2 separate regions of the Canis lupus genome follow, and region 1 is linked to region 2. A link is a contact called in public Hi-C data. All regions are on one chromosome and are shown on one strand. Each heading gives the region's core, a stretch centred on a gene start, on an enhancer-like site or on the middle of the called end of the contact. The rest is flanking DNA. Distances are from core to core; before and after follow the strand shown.

Region 1 (6,766 bases), core at 2,962-5,461, 300 kb before region 2:
CCTCCTCCTCCTCTTCCTCCTCCCTGTCAGGCCTGGTACTAGGCTCTGAAGCTAAGAAATGACCCCCACATTAGCTCTGCCCTCAAGGAGCTCACAGTCCAGTGAGAGTTAACAAGAAGTACGTACACACTGGCACTGCTCTATTGACCATCTCCCAAGACTCCTTAGACGGCATTTGTCTATTCTTCTCTCTATCCTCCATTCCTAGCATAGTGCCTAGCACACGTTAGGTACTCAATAAATGTTTGCTAAATGAATACAAAGTCTTCGTGGAGGAGGCGGCATTTGATCTGGGACTTTGACAACTAGAAATTTCTTTTTTTTTTTAATGTTTTATTTATTTATTCATGAGAGACACAGACTGAGAGAGAGAGAGAGAGAGAGAGAGAGGCAGAGACACAGACAGAGGGTGAAGCAGGCTCTATGCAGGGAGCCCGATGTGGGGCTCGATCCCAGGACTCCAGGATCACAACCTGGACCGAAGGCAGGCGCTAAACTGCTGAGCCACCCAGGGATCCCCTAGAAATTTCTTGACAGGTGAAAACAGAGAAGAGGAGACACCCACTCAAGAGGAAGAATGACAGGGTCATTTGAGAAAGATCATCCTGGCTTCTATGAAGAGGATGATGGCTTTGGCTGAGATGTGGAGCAAGGAGACTAGTGAGAGGCTGCTTCAAGGGTGAGTGGGTGGTAGTTTGGACCAAGGTTTTGGAGGTGGAGACAGAAAAGCCTGAAGCAGGATGCAGAAAAGATGGGCAAGACTTGGAGAGCATGAAGCAGGAGAGAGAAGTCACAAGTGAGTTTGGATGTCTGGTGGAACAAGGCAGGTTGGAGAGGTCTTGGCAGGAAGTTGAGGTCTGTTGAGCAAAATATTAGGGCAGAAAGACCTTCCAGGTCCCTCAAGTCAGACCCCGGTTTTGGTGTCATTTCTTTTTTTTTTTTTTTAATTTCTATTTATTTATGATAGTCACAGAGAGAGAGAGAGAGAGAGGCAGAGATATAGGCAGAGGGAGAACCAGGCTCCATGCACCGGGAGCCCGACGTGGAATTCGATCCCGGGTCTCCAGGATCGCGCCCTGGGCCAAAGGCAGGCACCAAACCGCTGCGCCACCCAGGGATCCCTTTGGTGTCATTTCTACCACCAGAACTGAGCTTGGAGAGGAGAGCAGTCCTGTGTGTACAGAGGAAGCAAGCCAGCTGGCCGGGAGCCAGCCCCATGTGAGTGAGAGCCCTGTCTTACCTTCTCCAGTTTTCTGGGGCCCCAGAATAAATGAATGGCAAGTGGGAAGAAGGTTGGCCACAGAGGCCTTGTCAATGCCCAGACCTGGCATCAAGGTTACTGGAAGGCAGAGTCTCTCCAAAAAAGTACCTTCTGATTCTTGCTCAACAGCACAAACCACTACCATGGATTGGCAGGATACCTCCCTCTATTATATCTTCTTTCTCTTGGGGTATAACATAACATACATAAAGTACATAAAATCCCCTAATCTTAAGGTATAGCTTGATGAATTTGTGCCAATGTAATCACCAAGCAGATTAAGATACAGACTTTTTCCAGCATCCCAGAAAATTCTCTCTTGTTCCTTTCCCACCTCTACTCCTCTCCCACCAACACAGGAAAGTACTATTTTGATTTCTATCACCACAGATAGAACTTTATATGTGAATGGAATCATACAATATGTACTGCTTTTGTGTCTGGATCCTTTTAGTACACATACTGTATGTGACATTAATCCACATATCACATATATCAGTTTATTATATTTTTATATGTATAACATAGTATTCCTTTGGATGAATGCGCCATAATTTATCAGTTCTCCTGTTGATGGACATTGAGCTATTTCTAGTTTAAGCTATAAATAAATCTGCTATGAAAATTCTTGCACGAGTCTTTTTGTGAACATAGGCACTCATTTCTCTCAGATTGAATACCTAGGAGTGGAAATTCTAGGTCACAGCTTAGGTGTATGTTCAGATTTCGTAGGAACTGCAGGTCTTCAGAAATGGCTGTATCCTCTTTCACCAGCTATATGCAAGAATTTCAGTTGCTTCACGTCCTTGCCTCCACTATGAGACTCTTCTTTTCTTCCAGTGTTATTTTGGGTGTACCTGGCATGGGTGCATTGATCCCTCAGTCCGCAGGCAGCAAAATAGAGAGAGGCCACATCCAGTATGTTTCTAAGCTGGAGGAGGAATGGACATATTGACTTGAATGTGACTTAGGAACTGGACTGGCCATCTTATGACCATGAGCATGAAACCATCATAAGGACAGCAGAACAGAGATGAAATAAACCTGGCAGATGGAATGTCCCTTGATGACACTGCCAAGCCACTCAATTAATCTGCCATTGGGTGGCAGCCTACTTATTTTTTAAGCTAATTGATTTGTTTTTTTTTTTGTTGTTTGTTTGTTTGTTTGTTTTTGTGGACGTACAAAATAAAGAATACAATTCATAAACTCTCCTTGTAACCAAACCCAATGGTGTAATTTCTGTTGTCTACAGCAGTCAGCCCCACTAAGCACTTTCTCTTTCTTGAAACCTCCTCTCTGGGATCCCATGCTCACCTGGTTTTCCTCCTATCCCTCTGGTCATTGCTTCTCAGCCTCCTTTCTTGGCTCCTCCTCCTCTGTTCCTCAAAAATCTACCTTCCCTTCCTTGGGAACTCATCCAGCTCCGTGATCTCATCCATTACATATGTGCCGATGCTACCCAAATATGAATCTCCAGCACAGACCTCTCTTCTGAGCTCATCTCATATAAAAATGCCTATTGACCCTTTCCACCTAGACATTGCCCAGGCATTTCAAACTTGCCTTCTCAGAGCCAAGCTCTGTATCTTCCCCCTCAATCTGATTCTTCTTCAGGCTTCATCACTTTAGTGAAGGGTTCTTGACTCCTACTCAAGGCAAAAACCTAGATGTTCTTGCCATTGCCCCTTAGCACACATCCACATCCAATCTTCCATCCTTTACTTCTCCATCTCTCCGAACCACCAGCCTGAGTCATCATTACTTTGTAGCTGGAAAGCTGCAATAACCTTCTAACTGGTTCCCTCCCCGCCCCCCCACATCTGCTCCCAAGTGTTTTCCAAGCCATGCAACCAGGATTGCCTTTCAGAAATCCAAATTTGTTATCATTCCCCTGATGAAAAGGGCTTCTCGTTACTGTCAAGATAGAAATCCAAATTCGTTTGGTAGCACTACCTGCACTACGCCTTGCTCACCTCTCACCCACACCCTGCTCCTTCCCACCTTATCTGGGACAAGTGGTTCTTGCTGCCTGGAACATTTCCCGTCTCTCTTGCCCTGCACAACTCCTAATTGTCCTTGGTGTCTCAATCTAAATACCAGCTTCTCAAGGAGGATCCACCTCCACCTCGTGCCCCATATTAGGACCTCATTCACTTTCCATAACCCTCCTTACTTTCCCCCACTGCCCTCTCCATGCTGTATACTTACATATCGATTTGGTTAATATTACTAACACAGTGATTCTCTGCTGACCTTCGTTCCTCTCCCCCCCTCCGCCCCCACACTTTCCCCCACTAGACTGTCAGAGCCTTGTGATTACAGCAATGTCTATGCCACACTCTTCGCCTTTAGCACTGCACTAAGAGAGTAAGCCCTCGAGGAACTCAATTAGCTAATAAATGAATCCTGACTCATTCACTCCCCGTAACAACTCTGTGAAGAAGGCATTTCATCAGACCCGGGGAAGCCGAGAGTCGGGGTAGACCAGTTGCCCGGGGTAGAGGGCCCGGGGAGGAGTCGGGTCCTGACCCTAATCAGGTCCTTAGTTCTGAACCCGATTTCTCCGCTCCTGAACTTTGGCCCCTCGGTGAAAGGGCCAGGGAGGGGACGGACTTTGAGCCACGAGGTCCTGCCCGGATGACACGGGGGATCCGCGCAGGGAACCAGAATCCCCAGCTCACCTACGGAGCCTAAGGTACGCCCCCTCGGCGCTCAGCGAGCGAGGATCACAATCTGCTGCATATGCATGAGGGGACCATGAGGCCGTGGTGCTGGGCTGTCCGGGGCGCGCCTGATTAAAAATTCTTCAGGCTTGAAGACTTGCGAGTCCCCTGAGTTACTCACACACGCACAGAAAACTTTTCAAAGGCCCGTCTGAGGCGCACATTGGGGGACATCGGGAGAGGACGACCCCAAATTGTGCTTTATGATCAGGCGTCTGCCAGAGGCAGCCCGACACCCGAAGGGGTCCTCGGCCTGCTCCACTAGAAGACGAAGGGGGCGTCTCCCCGGCTTCCTGCGGCGTCGGTGGCGAGCTGAGGTGGAGGCTGGCTGCGGCAGCGAGGGCGACAGTGGCGGCGGCGCCATGGCAGGGCTCGCAGGTACCGTGGCGTCGGCCCCCTGGGGACGGGATGAGAGGCCCTCGGTGCGGCGGCGGCGCCATGTTGTCCCTTCGGGGTCACCTTAGGCGTCGCCTGGTCCCTTTCGGGGGGTTTCCTTCCGCGCACCCTGGGGGAGCCACCCCTGTGTGGGGTCACGTGATTGCCCTGTGTGGGCCCCCGTCCCCCTCCCCCCCCGGGCCGCGGGGGTTCTTTCCCGGTCTGAGGGCGAGGCCCCGGACCCCTGGGTCTCGTTCCGGCCTCCAAGGTCAGTCAGTGCTCGCCTGTCTGTTCCCGGGACGCGACAGGCAGAGTCGGGGGGCGCGGGGCTGAGGGAGCGCGACTCCCCGCTCCGCGCCCCGGGGGGCCCCTGGCAGGGGGCCCAGTTTCTGAGAGTCCTGCTAACTTGTCCCCGCCACTTCAGTCGCATTTTTCCTAGAAGGGCCGCGGGTGAGAGGGGGCGAAAGTGGTCTCCACCCCAGGCACCCGCTGTGGTGTCCGAGGTGACGGGGTAATAGGCTGACGCTCTGCTTTGAGTCGCGGGTGCCTCCTCCTCTCATAACTTTGTCAAGTCTGTACACCCGATCCCTTTCCTCCAGCATATGTGGGGAGTGGCCCTCAAGGGCAGCCGAGGGAACGGAATGCCCGGCACTCCAGTGGCCTACAAAGAAGAAAGGGGGATGGGGAACAGTTGCTTTGTCGCTACCCCTTCCAAACCTGTGAGTTCTGCCAGGCCTCCACGTCCCTTTTCAACGCTAAACGTTGGGACAGACCGGGGTCTGTCCTAGGGAGGAAATGATCTTTCTGTTTATAGGTTCGGATCGTGCTTTATCCCTTTCAGGGAGCTGGTGTGTTGGGAACAGCTTCTGTTTGCCCTGCCTGACATGGTCCAACCATCCCCTCAGCCTTCTGGACGGCAACACCAAAGCCAGGACCAAAAAACAAAACAAAAACAAACAAACAAACAAAAAAAGTTCCAGCTTAAGTGCTAATGCCAAGTGTTAGATCTTATTTATTTGTTTGTTTTAGATCAGAGACTAATTAATGTCAAACAAATCTGTTAAAAGATTCAGAGCCCTGGTCAGTTTCCAGTGACCGGATCAATTCTCTGTCTGTCATTGGTCTTGTTAGAACTGCTGCCAAAAACAGTTTAACCTTTTATCTGTAATATGTTGTTTCAAAGAGGAATCTGGAAGTCTGGGTTTGGCTGTCTTTTTTTTGTTGTTGTTCTCTTATCTTTGAGACATGCATTCCATTTCAAGCCTGTCACTGTGCTATACCGAGGACCATGTGTTGCCTGCCTCTCTGACTTCCTGTTCTGGGAATGCTCAGGAATCTGGATCCTGCTGGGGTATGGGCCCTGTGGGAGGGAGAAGGGGTGGAGGGGAGGGTGAACGGAATCATTCCCAGAGAAGATGGTGACATGTCTCTGGGGCATATAGAGGAAGTCAGAGGCCACCAGGGAAAAAGTGACTGTTGTTAGGCTAATGTTTTGTGTGTTGTGTGCGAGTTTGTGCACGTTTAAATCTCTGGGGATAATACTGCAAATTCAGAATCTCACTTTAGGTTACTGGCTCCTGAGTAGATACAAGTTTGACAATAGATATCTAGCAAATGGCTCACAGCAAACCTGTTCCCTCATCCAACCCAGGTGTAATAAGCTGCTGTTGCAGCTGAAGCTTAAGAAACTTGTCCCCTCACCCCTTCCTTCAGTCACAGTTCAAATACTCCACAGAGATAGTGTCACAGCAGCCCACACCTTTGAAAGTCATGTTACCTAATTCCCTCTCCCCTCCACCCCCAGCTTAACTGGTTAGGCTAAGACACTAACTAACATCCTTCTTGGGGCATTAGTGCAAGAGTCTTGCCTGTTGGTTGAGTCCTGCAAAGCCATCCCAGTAGCCTCACAACTCATCTGCTGTATGCTTGGTCTTAATGAGGGCAAAGCCTTTTTGGGAGTAGTAGAAACAGTTTAGGAAGAAGGGAGGCCTGTGAACTAAGGGCCCTGCAATAAAACTCTAGTCATTTTCAACTTCTACCATTGCTCACTATCAGAATAAAATGTTTTAACGGTATTGCTTCTGGAAAAATTTTTATAAACAGGATATGTTTGGACCAGACTTCTAGGCACCACACAGGAATAGAAAGTGTGGACACATTCCTTCTCCCTTTTCCAGTGGGTTGTGTTTGCTGCCAGAACATGAGGGTTTGGGGCTGAGGGATGAAGTTGGGGGAGTGGACATTGCACACTCAAGCCCACCCATGTGGGATGTAGGCCACCAGGACAGCCCTTGCCTGGAAGTCTGTCATCTCACCATGCCACGCTCGCTGATGGATGGATGGAGAAGTCCCACAGATGGGCTTCACCAAGATTATCTGGAAAGCCATAGAGCTGCCAGCAGCC
Region 2 (6,534 bases), core at 907-3,406:
TATGAAGGTCTGAGAAATAAAGCTACTGTGTATAGACTTGAAGGAAAAGGAGCGTCACAAAGATATTTTGGGGGAAACTATCTCAAGATGCAAAGACCCTGAATCAACAATATATATAGCATTTTTGACATTAGCAAAGAGGAAAGTATAGCTACCCAGTAGTAGTAGTATAGCATAAGTGAAGGGTGAAAGGTATGGAAGAGATGACAGAGGTAGCAGAGGCCAAATCTCCTGGGCCTTTTAAAACTTTCTAGGGACTCGGGCTTTTACTGAGTGAGATAGGAGCCAGCAGAAGTCCAGTGATTTGACCTATTATATTGTAGGTCAAATCACTCCTACTTCGAGAAGAGGAGTGATTTGACCTACAATTTAATAGGATCACTGTGTTGAGAATACACAAAACTTGAGACTAGGCAGGAGAAAGGACCTAAAGAGGGACGCCAGTTAGTAATAATCCAAGTAAAAAGATGATGGTGGTCACAGCCAGGGTGACATCAGTAGAGGTGAGAAGCCGTCAGAGTCTGGCTGGAATTCAAGGTCAAAGCCAGAACTGCTTAAGAATAGAGCAATGTAAGAAAAAGAGGAGTCAAGACACTAATGTGGAGTCCCCAGTGCCTTGTGTATGTGCATGTACTAAATATAATAAGATCTAGGAAATGAGGACTTGCATTTTCCCAGCTAGACTATAAATTTCCCTAACACGGCGTCTGTGTCAGAATCCTCATCTTCCCACCTCGAATTAACAACAACAACATTTTTGGCTAAAATCTGAGCACTTAGCATGTGTGGGGTATGCCCATACTACGCTTAGTACTTGGCATGTACTGAGTCATTCAATCTTCACAACATCCAAGTGAGTGTGCTTTTACAGATCAAGAAATGGAGACTCATTAGGAATTAACTGCCCTAAGACACGAAACCGAGAACCCCAAATGCGGGCAGTGTGGATCCAAAGTTTAACTACTCTGTTAACCCTCAACTTTTCAAAAAATGGGGCAATGACCCACTCTCTTATTCACGGTCATCTTGGGCAAGTTACTTCTCTGAAATTGCGTCTTCCTCTTTGTCAAATATAAATAGTAGTACACCTCCCCCCACGCCGCTGTGGGACTACGTGAGAGTCCATCGTGCACAGGGTCCGCTCAGCAGCAATGCAGTTAGCTTTATTGATGCTTGCTCAGGGCCGTGCACGCTTCTACACTATGCACGAGGATCAGCTCACTGAGGACAGCAATTTATTCGGCAGATGATGTGACTAATAACCTAGTCCACAGATCAGAAACTGAGATGAAGAGGGTTAAGGAACTTGGACTGGAGCATACAACGGACACTTGGCCGACTCCCAAGTTTGCAGCAGGAGAATCCAATTTAAGAATTTATACCCTAAGCCCCCAGAGAGGTGAGTGATTTCCTTTTGCTCCTTTTTTTTTTTTTTTTTTTTAAACTGAACTGGAAACCACGGTCCAAAGAAGGACGACCTGGCCAAAAGCTTACTCTCAGGTCACCCCGCCCGGGAGCCGCCGCGAGTGAAACGGATGGGCGAAGCCAGACGTAAGAGTTGACCGCGGGCCGCGGGTGGGCCTCGGGGGCACCCGTAGCTCCCCGCCGCACTGGCCCCCACCCCACCGCCGCCCGCCCGCAGTCCCACCCGCTCCGCCCGCCCTCCGTCACGCACTCGACCCCGAAAGAGCCCGAGCCGAGCCCGAGCCCGAGCCCGAGCCCATGCCCCTGCCCTACAGGGGGAGAGGCTCCCGCCTGGCAAGCTCCCGAGTGGCGAGCACCAGCGTCCACTCGCCAAGGCGTGCCGGCCGCGGGGCCCCGTGGTCGAGCCATGCACTACGCCTCACCCGGCGACGCCATTCCTCCGAGCAGGTCCCACCAGGGCCGGAGCCGCAGGCTGACTTCCGCTCGGGAAAGTGGCTCCAAGAGCACGCCGGAGGGGACGCCAGGGACTCGCAGCAGACTGCGCGTGCTGGAATGGGATCTCGGCACAGGTCAGCCCCCGCCGTCCCGCAGGCTAGGGCTGGTCCCAGGAACCGCGGCCCCAGTTCCAGTCCCCGCGCGCAAAGGGCGCCGCGGTCCTCGCGTACAGGCCCGCTTCCCTCCCCCCGCGACCTGGCTCACTTGGAACCAGCCGTCTCGCAACGGTCCTAATCCGGACGCTACCAGCGCGCGATTGGACGAGGCGTCGGGGCGGGCCCGAAACGGGGCTTCCGCTGATTGGCCAGTCGCGTTGATTGGCCAATTGCGCCGTCACTCAGTCGGCTCTCTGCAGCCCGGCCAATTTTAAAGGAATGGAAAGGGTCCAGTAAGGAAGAGCCGGTAGTGTTCTAGGGCTGGGGTTTTCTTTTTTCTTTTTTCTTTTCTTTTCTTTTCTTTTCTTTTCTTTTCTTTTCTTTTCTTTTCTTTTCTTTTCTTTTCTTTTTTCTTTTCTTCTTTCTTTTCTTTCTTTTCTTTCTTTTCTCTTTCCTTTTTCTTTTCTTTCTCCCTTTCCCTCTTCCTCTTTTCGATTTTTTCTTTTCTTCTTTTCTTTCTCCCTTCCCTCTTTTTCTCCTTTTCTTTTCTCCTCTCTTTTCTTTTCTTCTCTTTTTCTTCCTTCTGTCTTCCTGTCTTGTCTTTGTCTTTTTGTCTTTCTTTCCTGTCTTTCTTCTTCTTTCTGCCTTCCTTCTGCCTGCCTGCCTGCCTTCCCTCCTTACCCCCTTCCTTCCCTCCCCTCCTCTTTTGTTTCTCTTTAGGAAATTATGGCAGTTGCTTCCAAAGATTGTTTCGCTTGTTAATAACTTAGCTACGAGTGATGTTTTCTTTGATTTGCAAAGCATCTCTGCGGACTTAGTACTCCTTAGTACAGTGACTTTGAGGAACATAGTAGCCCAATTTTACAGAAGTAACAGGATCAAAATAGAAGTGACCAAAAAAAAAAAAAAAGTGACTTATGAGAGCAAAACAACCTGCTTGTTTTAAAATAAGAATCACTCAGTAATTTAAAAAAAAAATGGAAGTGACTTAACTACAATTATCGAGCATTTACAGGATAGTCCAACAAGTGTACTAAGTGCTCTACGTACATTATTTACTCCTTATTGCTGTTCTGTGAGGTTTGGACTGTTTGTACTGTTATTCTCATTTTATAGAGAAAAGAACTAAAAGGTATGAAGCCAGGCAGCCTGACTCCATCATAATCTCTGCTTTTTAACTATTGTGAACATATAAAGTATGCATAACGTAGTAAGTCTTATTATTAGTGTTCCAGATATTATTATCCCAAATAGAGGATACTATTCTGTACTACTGTGCTATTCAGTAAACTAGATTCTAGCTCTGTGCGGATATTTGAGTTTAAATTAATTAGAATGAAAAACTCAGTTCCTCAGTTGTGCTAGCCACATTTCAAATGCTCAATAGCCACATGTGGCTACTGGATATCATTTTTGGCAGTGCAGAATTACAGAACATTTCCAATATCACAGAAAGTTCTATTGAATGGTGCTGATACAGAATATATAAAAAAAAACCTTCCAAGGCTCCTGAGTTGTACAGTGGGTTGAGCCTCAGACTTTTGGTTTCAGCTCCGGTTGTGATCTCAGTCCTGATTTCAGGGTCCTGATCTCAGGGTCCCTGCTCAGCTCCGACTCTGCTCGAGACTCTCTCTCCCTCTGACTCTTGCCCCCCTCCCTCCCTCAAATAAATCTTAAACACACACAAATGCACGCACGTGTGTATGCGTGCACACACACACACACACACACACACCTCTTCCAACTCAATAATAAGACCGCCAGTGTTGTGCTGGAGCCATCTCATACTGGCTTGCAAGAGTCACTTATGAAATTTAGGAAGAGGGGCACCTGGGTGGATCAATTTGTTGAGTATCTTGGTTTTGGCTCAGGTCATGATCTCGGGGTTGTGAGATCAAGTCCTGCATGTGGGATCAAGTCTTGCATCGGCCTCAGAGTGGAGCCTGCATGGGATTCTTCTCCTCTTCTTCTTGCTCCCCCTCTGCCTCTCCTCCTGCTCACACACTCCCTCTCTAAAAATAAATAAATAAAACCTTTACATTTAGCAAGAATTTTACAAAATTGTTGTTAAATACAGCTATTTAGAAAAATTAAATTATACAAACTTACAATGAAATAAAGTCTATTGAAAACCAAAGTTATCATTTTGTTATTATTTTATCACTTTCTATGCTTTTGTGGTTGCTTATATCTATTGCATCTATATGGTGGAAAAATTATATGGTGGTGTGCTACTGTACATCTCTTTCTAAAGTAACATTGGTAGCTTGACTTTGTCCACAATGGGAATATTTACACCATAGAATCAATGAATGCTATACACCAAGGCTTGATTTTTTGCTTTGTTATGTCTAAACTTAATGATGGAGAAATGTTAATAAAGATTAAATTCAGGGGCGCCTGGGTGACTCAGCCAGTTAAATGTCTACCTTTGGCTCAGGTCATGATCCTGGGGTCCTGGGATTGAGCCCCACATGAAGTTCCCTGCTCAGTGGGAAGCCTGCTTCTCCCTCTCCCCTCTGCTTGTGCTCTCTCTTGCTCTCTCTCAAATAAATTAAAATATTTTAAAAGAGTGAGAGAGATTAAAGTTAGATGTGTGTCATGTTTATAAGCTTCACATTGCAAATAGCCCAAAAACTTGAGGCAATATTGTTCTAGGGTTTGAAAACTATTATCCAACTCAGAGAAGTCACTTCTGAAGTTTCAGTTACATCTTACTCATTGATGTAAATGAAAATACCAACCAGCATTCACTTAAAAACTACACTTAAAGAGTCTGTTTTAAACATTTTATTTATCAGCATACCACTCACTGCAAGCAACCCAGTAAAAAAACACAAACAAAAGATCTGAATAAACACTTCATCAAGATATACATAAGCACATAAAAAGATAATCAACATCATTACATATTAACTGCATTGTATATTAAGTTGAAATGAGGTATTGCTGCAGGTCCACTGAAATAGTTAATATAAAAAGACCAACCATACCAAATACAGGCAAGGATGCGGAGCATCTGGAACTTACATATACTGCTGGTGGAAATATAAAATGGTACAACAGATTTGTAGCTTTTTTAAAAAAATCAGTTCTATGACCTACTGTATGACAGAGCCATTTTACTCTTAGAGGGTTTGTGTGTTTTTAATTAACTAGTTTTTCTTAATTATTAAAGATATATAAGTACATAGGAAGAAGCTCAAACTTTATCAGTTTGGGGTTTTTTCCCCCAAAATTGTTTTATTTACTATTGACTAAGTGAAAAAACAATATTTATAATACATAAATGAAGAAAAAAGAATGATACAGTGAAATTATGTACTTGCTATCCTATTAAAGAAAGCACAGGAGTTCCTGGGGGACTTAGTCACTTAAGCATCCAACTCTTGATTTCAGCTCAGATCCTTCTCTCAAGAGTCGTGAATTCAAGCCCTGCGTGGGGCTTCACACTGGGATTGGAGCCTACTTTAAAAAAAAGAAGAAGAAGAAGAACATAACCATTTTTTAAGTCCCTTTTCTAGTCTTACCCATTCTATCACCTTCTCCCCCCACTCAAAGACCCCTATCCTGAAGTTTATAGATTATATTGTTTCCTTGCTTTTCTTTATAGTTTTACTGTGTTTATAACTTCAAATAGTATTTGTTTACTTTTACATTTTCTTAACTTTATATAAATGGAATTTACTGCGTATTTTTTCTGTGACTTTCTTTTTTCTCTCAGCATTGTAAGATTTATCTGTATCGCTGTGGATAGCTAGGACTCATTCATTTGCACTACTGTATGGCACTTTATTGGATGAATCACCACAGTTTATTCTACTGTTGGTAAGCCATTGTGTGTCTCTAGTTTTTTGCTATGATGACTACTGCTGTGAAGTTTCTTGTATATATTCCTAATGCATATGGGTAACAGTTTTACTGGACTACATCCCTTGGAGTAAAATAGTGAGTCATGATATAGGCACATTTGCAACTTTACTAGATAATGCCAAATTATTTCCAAAATGGTTGCACCAGTTTACACTGTGATTTATAAGAGTTCTTTGCTCCACATCTTTGTCAATATTTACTACTCACGCCAGTGTTAAAAAAAAAAAATCAGGTAGTATAAAAGTTTAAAAAAATTCCACTCCACGGACATTTGGTTTGAATACCAAAAGAGGGACGCCTGAGTGGCTCAGCAGTTGAGCATCTTCCTTTGGCTCAGGGTGTGATCCTGGAGTCCCGGGATTGAGTCCCACATCAGGCTCCCTGCATGGAGCCTGCTTCTCCATCTGTCTCTGCCTCTTTCTCTGCGTCGCTCATGAATAAATAAATAAAATCTTTTTTAAAAATGAATACCAAAAGATTTTCTACATGTATCCCAACACTTATGTGTATCTGTGTGTCTGTATGTACTCACACACCGTTTACATACATTGTTTGACAACTTGCTTCTTTCATTCATTAATATATGCTAAACATTCAGCAAATAAAGATCTATTCACTCACTCAACCAATATTTATTGAGGATTAC

Evidence for each region. Hi-C and Micro-C count contacts between places; a contact is called where the count stands out from the background.
Region 1: a Hi-C map of blood shows a contact between it and region 2, with 4 times the contacts expected there. The contact joins the promoter of BLCAP here to the promoter of RPN2 in region 2. A contact is called at or near these places in 3 of 9 Hi-C or Micro-C datasets (blood and skin fibroblasts).

Annotation. Positions count from the first base shown.
Region 1 is chr24:26,690,325-26,697,090 of UU_Cfam_GSD_1.0, reverse strand. BLCAP (bladder cancer-associated protein) reads left to right here and starts at 4,211. Exons shown (of 2, transcript XM_038572276.1): 1 at 4,211-4,365. It overlaps LOC106557698 (a long non-coding RNA gene), which reads right to left and starts at 4,291. Exons shown (of 2, transcript XR_005377830.1): 1 at 3,946-4,291; 2 at 2,096-2,192.
Region 2 is chr24:26,391,622-26,398,155 of UU_Cfam_GSD_1.0, reverse strand. RPN2 (dolichyl-diphosphooligosaccharide--protein glycosyltransferase subunit 2) reads right to left here and starts at 2,156. Exons shown (of 17, transcript XM_038572266.1): 1 at 1,848-2,156. The coding sequence starts at 1,860. It overlaps MROH8 (protein MROH8), which reads left to right and starts at 1,675. Exons shown (of 24, transcript XM_038572249.1): 1 at 1,675-1,994. The coding sequence starts at 1,723.